Linked DNA regions of Sus scrofa: region 1 is linked to region 2. The links are chromatin contacts, called in public Hi-C maps. All regions are on one chromosome and are shown on one strand. Each heading gives the region's core, a stretch centred on a gene start, on an enhancer-like site or on the middle of the called end of the contact. The rest is flanking DNA. Distances are from core to core; before and after follow the strand shown. Region 1 has its middle 26 kb from the start of MIR9861. Region 2 overlaps PEX14 (peroxisomal membrane protein PEX14).

Region 1 (2,874 bases), core at 375-2,874, 320 kb before region 2:
TTCATACAAAGGCTTTTGGCGAGGTGCACGCGAAGCTGCAGCCTGGAAAGTCAGCTGGGAGACCACCCAGTCCCATCCCGGCTCTGCCTGGGAACTGAAGGGGTTAACAATGCCCGCTCCAGCCTTCAACTTTTTCAGGATTTTCTATTTCCTCCCTCCTCAAGTTCTGGATGAGAGTTTGAACTCGCAGGAGCGTCCATGGTCGTGGGCACAAAGGTCCACTCACACACTCAGTGACCCCCCCATCCCCCCCTCCCGTCCCCAATTCCAGACAGCACGTGTGCACGCGTACACCCGCACACAAACCCAGCAACAGAGACCTGAGAGGATCTGCAAATGAGAGCTGCTCGCCACTGCTGATCCGGCCAAAAGAACGACAGGAAACTTAAAAAAGAAAAGGAGGAGGGATCGATTATTCGACCTGTACTTGAACCCGACTGAAAGAGATAAAGCGGAATTTTCAATAGGTCCCCTGCCCTTTTCACCAGGAGGGAAAGAGGAGAAGAAAAACAAGAGATATTTATATGACAGCAGCTGCTGAAAATAGCATTTCAGAGCCATAAAAAAAAAAAGGCAAAAAGAAATTCAATGGTAGAAAAGGCAAGAAACTCCTTGTCTGCTCCCCAAAAGGCCAGGCAGGCAGCAAGTGTCTGTGGCTGGAAATGCACGCATGCCTTCTATAGATCTGTTTGAAATTATACTTGTCATTGAGGGGGAATTTATGCTTCTATTGATCTGCAAAAGGAAAATATTAAATGGTTTGGTTTTGATCTTTCGGTGACCCCAAGGTCAAGGGTAGTAGCGGATTAGTATTCATAGAATTCATCACGGAATTGCAGCCTGCATCCACTTTATGCAAACATGCTCAAAACACGCCTGGTGAAGCAGGCAGCAAATGGCCAATGACAAGGAAAGAGCCAACGCCATCCCCTCCCTCCCTGTGGGGCTTGTCTTCTTCCCACCCCTCGGGGAGAAAACGAAACGACAAGCAGTAGGGATGTATCTGCAGGGATGAAGACAACCCGGGACTTGGGGGCTTGTACAAAAGGTGGGGTTCCCCTGGTGAGGCAAGGACACAGGAAGTTCAGAAGATCACCTGCAATGGGGGTTATGGTGTGGGGCTGAGACACCCAGGAGCACTGTGAGTGAGGGGTCCAGACAGTAGGAAGGGGCACCCATATCTGGAACAGGACAGCACCCAAAAGGCGATGCCCAGACACACACGTGACACACGTGCGCGTGCGCGCACACACACACACACACACACACACACACACGCAGCCCGTGGAAGTCAGGTCTTTCCTGGAGGGAGGGACGTGACGTGCTGGCCAGCAGGCCGAGAGCTACACTCCTTGCCGAGCAAGGGTGACATTGCTTCTCGTTCCACCCGAGGAGCGTCCTCGGTGTGGCGCCCACGTGCCCAGCCGGGGAAGAGAGAATGGCCGGGCCTGTGTGCTGCCCTGCTCCACCCAAGCCCTGCTGCTCCCCCAGCTCCGCCAGCAGCCACAGAAACCGGGTCCAAAATGTGTGTGCGACAGGGACGCACATGGAGCCCCTGGGGACCGGCCATAAACACCCTCCCCACCCTGGGCTCAGCACACAAGTGCCCTCTTAGCAGAGTCTGTCCCCAGTGGTGGGAACATTTGGTCAGTAACAGTCACTTGCCAAGGAACTAAAAATAACCCACCCAGCATATTCCTGCAATGGCAGGAATTCTGGCTGGTCCTTGTTCTGCCGATGGGGGGTCGGTGGGGGGTCGGTGGGGGTACAGATCTCCACTACCACGGGGGCCGACACAGCAGACTTCTGGGGACACCCTAGCAATGCTCGCTGTCATTATTGGGAGGCTGGTCGCCTGTGTTCTCATCTCTCTGACCACTCACGACCCTCTAAGGCAGGGGTTGTTGATTTCCCATTGTATAGGTGAGAAAACTGAGCCTTGGTGAGACCAGGTCATGTGCTCCAGGTCTCGGCTCTGTCCTGACACCAAAGTCCACTCTCTTATCCGCTCTGCTCCAGCAGCCTGGCACCATTTGGGCAAATTCCAGGGTTGGGCCATATTTCAGGTGCAGGGGGGGAGGGGAGTTTGGGGTGAAGACCGGGCCATGGAAGCCGCAGGAGCCCCGGGGGCTGTGGGGAGGGAGAGTTAGAGTGGCCCCAGCCCTGCCTCCCCGTCCCTGCAAAGGAGGACAGCCCGGCGTTCTGCCTATTAATCATGTTTCATTTATATTAGCTTGACTCGATCTACTGTATATTTGAAATGGATTTAATTTTAGATCACGCACTATGGAAGGGGGCCAGTTTGGTGTAAGGAGCATTATGAATATTTTCCATAAGCTGGATATACATTATCCAGGGACAGATATACGAGCAGAGGCCCAGGCTCCTGGCTGGGGGAAGGGGCTGTGCTTTCGCTCCCGCCACTGCCCTGCAGCCCAGGGTCATGGCGCTTCAGAGGGGGCCCTCTCTGCCCCCTGTCCTCGTGGCAGTGGTGGGGGTATCGCAGCCCCATCTTCCCCTTGCCCGCGAGCTCCTCCCCACTGACCTTGAAGCCGCTGCTTCTCCTGGCTCCAGGCTGAGTTACCGGCCTGGGAGGGGGGTGTAACGAGGGCCACCCTGGGGCTGTGCCGGGGGGAGGGGGAAGGGCCCAGGGGAGGGACAGGAGAGGGTGTGGGATCAGAAGGGAAGGGGCCTTGGGACTCCCACCCTCAACTCCAAGCTCCAGTGGAGATGGAGAAAGCCTGGCTGCCCAGCTGGTGGGTGGGCACGTCCCATCCGACCTTCCCCAGAGCCTCTCAAGCCTGGGCTGGGGTCCCCCTCTCTCAGGAGTGGACCCTGGGCCTTGCCCCTTTCCGAGGGCACCAGAGCCAGGGG
Region 2 (3,220 bases), core at 373-2,872:
CTCATTTCAAGAAAGAAAAAAAAATTTTTTTTTTCAAACCCTGCATCCCTAGGGTCCAAAGACATTCCTTCCTGACTTAAAAACTAAGCATCTGTCAGTTTACAGCCACTCCTTTCTGTCCTCCACGCTGACAATACCAGCCTGTCACAGGCTATAACCCTCATTAAAAAAAAAAAAAATCAGATTTCAGCTTCTCCTTAAAAAAAAAAAAAAAAAAAGGTAGGAAAAATAAATATGAATTTGAAGGGGAATTCTGCCAAAACCCGAACCTCCCAAATCTGGTTCCGCCACATTCTTGCCCACAGCCTGTATTTCTCAGTGCCTCCCTACATTTTTCAAAATGCAGCTGCAGAGACCTCTTAAAATTCAGATTTCTAGCACCTATAATTACAGGGCGCTCGAGCCAGGCTCCTTTAATTAATGAACCTGACTCCTCTCTCTTCAAAGGAAATCTGCATAAGGGATATATCACAGGGGTGAGCTGACCTCTGATCAGTGCTATCTGCTCTCTGGGCCTGATGGCAACCAGCACTCTGCACCTCAACAGGAGCGTGAAGGTGCCCCCCCTTCTCCCCGCCACATCCCAACCAGGCACAAGCCTATTATGCGGTTTAGGCCATAAAACATTTCTTGGAACTTAAGGGAAGAGAAGGAAGCTTTCCTGGGTGTGACAGCAAAATCCAAAGAGAATCAGATTCCCCCCAGTCTGCATGCACCCCCTGATTTTACTCGCGTCCCTCTCTCTGCTGGGATGAAATGCAGAGGGTACAGGCAGGGCAGACAGCCGCTGCTCCAGGCCGGACAAGTAACAGATGGGCCCTGAAAACTCTGGGAAAGAAGTGAACACAACAGGCCTAGGAGTGACGGTCATCCCCAAGCTGGAGTAAAACTGTAAGGCAAGCCGTGGATCTTCAAAGCAAAACAGGGTGAGAGGGGTCGTGACGTTGAGGATACTGTTCCCAAGGTCAAGAGAAGAATCTGTGCATGGCCCAAGGACGACAAACTGACCGCGAGATCTGTTCCTGGTGGTCCTCACTGATTCTTGATACTACTCCTTTCTAAACCGATACCTGATGACTAGTTTTGAAAGAACTGGTTTTCCTTCTGGCGGCTCTGGGCAGCACAGCCTGATACCATTTGTAGCTGCTGCGCGTGCCAGGACAGCCTACAGCCGCTCTCCTAAAGTGGTTAAAAGCTGGCTTATGACTTCGTGCGCTGGAAAGCAGGCTGCCTTTGGCTGCAACAAAGACTGGAAACGGTTGCAAACAAAGCCACAGATGCTGGAACAGACAAGGCCTGGGTCAAATCAAGACGACCCCAGGTAAAGTTTCAGGTAGGAGATCTGAGATTCGATAAAAGACTCCAACAGATTTGGCAATAATAAAAACAGGTTTGGTCCAGTCACTACCATCTGATAACCATTTCTCAAGGGTCCCTCAGGCCTACAGCAAACCCAGCAGGGCAACACTTTCTTTATCGACCAGATAAACACATGTGTCTGTCTCTTCTGCAGGTAGAGAACAAGTTCCCAGACGACGTCCCCAGTCACCCACTGCCTGAGGTTTTCCCAGTTTCTCATCTGTGATTTGGGCTTTAAAACGAGGCTAAGGAACCACTGGAGAACAGTGCTGGGGTTAATAAATGACAAGGTGAGGCACGCTGTCCTAGCTTCTTAGTTCTTCCCAGGGCGCTTTAAAGTGTAGATGTCAAAAACTGAATTCGGGAGTTCCATGTTCTGCCAGAAAAGGGGGGCTTTAACTTACAGTGACTTTCTGCTGTTGTGAATACGATTTTGGAAGAAAGGGGGAGAAAAACAGTGATATCAGTCCATTCAACGGTTAAACCCTCAAATTAAAGCGAGGCAGGATCACTGGCGGCTGAGCCTACCTCCATGGGCCCATTTTGCTGCCTGGCGTGGCCACCTGCTGTCTTGATGCCCGACACCCAGAGGCTCACAGTACTCCATCACCGCCTCCCCACAGATCCGTCTCCAAATCCGTCAGCCTATCGCAGCTTGGATCCACTGCCCATGGTGCCGCAGTGGTGTTCCGGGCTGAGCGTACCAGCGGTCGACTACAAGGAGCCGCCACTTCCATGTTTCCGAATCACAAGCAGCCAGAGCTGGGGGAAGGATTTTTTTAATTTGGCTTGGTTTTCCAACCAAGACATTCTCAAAGTTCATTGTTCTCTGAAGTGGAAGCATTTAATTTTCTAACAAACAATTAGAAGCATAGGACTAGAGAGACCGTGGAATTGAGGACGAAGGTCGGGATATGCAAAAATAAGGCGCTGGGAGGTAGCTGAGTTCAGGAATGTCCAGGGAGTCTTGGCACGGGAGCTCACAGCAGCCGGTGAGGCACTCTCTTTCCAGGGTGTCTCAAGGGGAAATCACCCATCGATCCTAGGGCACACTCGTTCTAGGACCAATCCCTTACCTCGGAACAGCCTCTGCCTCAAATTCCTGCTTGCGCTTTAATGTTTAAATTATTAAATGCATTAATGTATTTACATTATTCAAGTCTTATGTGCATTTTTCTAAGATAATTTATGTATAAGAGTTTGAATGTCCATGACTGTTAATGTCTACAACCCTTCCTGTTCATTATTGATTCTGGAAGAAAAAAAAAAGTCAGAGTTTTAATGCCTTATTTTTAATGTATTAAGAGTCTGAATAAGTGCATTCTCTTTTTTCTTTTGTAATTTCATAATTTAAGTAGTGCATTTATTAAACTGACACAGTATGAATTGTGGTGAGGCCTGGCACGGCTCCACAAGGGGGGAGCAGCCAGCTGGAGGAGCGCGCCTGCTCCTCTGCGAACGGCGCTCAGCTCTTCCCACCTCGAGGCCAGGCCGGGCAGCCAGGGAGCTCAGGTGCTCGCCAAATTTAGGATGAACAAGATTTCTCATCCTCCTCTTTTTTTAAAAAAAAAACTTTTTGCCCAGACTCTCTCTCCCACTAAATGGGTTTCCTGAGTACCGCTGAGCTGCCTCTTTTTCTTCTTCTTTTTTTTTTTTAGGGTGGAACTTTTCTGCTCAAGGAAGTCCTCTTCTTGCTGTGCTCCAGGGGATTCCAAACGCAGCTCGCAGTCGGCACGCGATTTTCAAGAACGATCAAAATGGCAAGCGTAGGGTGGCAAAACCAGCCAACAAGATAACTGCCTTTAAGGGGGGAATCTCAAAATGCAGACAAACATCTCCAAAAAACACCACCTCGATTTGG

The links. A called contact is a pair of places that touch in the nucleus more often than the background predicts.
Region 1: a contact with region 2 is called in a Hi-C map of skeletal muscle, with 9 times the contacts expected there. The contact joins two enhancer-like sites. A contact is called at or near these places in 21 of 47 Hi-C or Micro-C datasets (adipose tissue, alveolar macrophages, embryonic fibroblasts and 12 more) and 2 of 2 datasets of contacts at active chromatin or transcription factors (alveolar macrophages and skeletal muscle).

Annotation. Positions count from the first base shown.
Region 1 is chr6:71,088,016-71,090,889 of Sscrofa11.1, reverse strand. No RefSeq gene overlaps it. Among named protein-coding and RNA genes, the nearest start is that of MIR9861, 26 kb to the right of the region's middle. Within about 2 kb of position 1,624, at least 8 of the 83 cell types and tissues checked have an H3K27ac peak or open chromatin away from gene starts, as enhancers often do.
Region 2 is chr6:70,772,408-70,775,627 of Sscrofa11.1, reverse strand. The region is part of intron 2 of PEX14 (peroxisomal membrane protein PEX14); the gene reads right to left. Among named protein-coding and RNA genes, the nearest start is that of PEX14, 36 kb to the right of the region's middle. Within about 2 kb of position 1,622, at least 7 of the 83 cell types and tissues checked have an H3K27ac peak or open chromatin away from gene starts, as enhancers often do.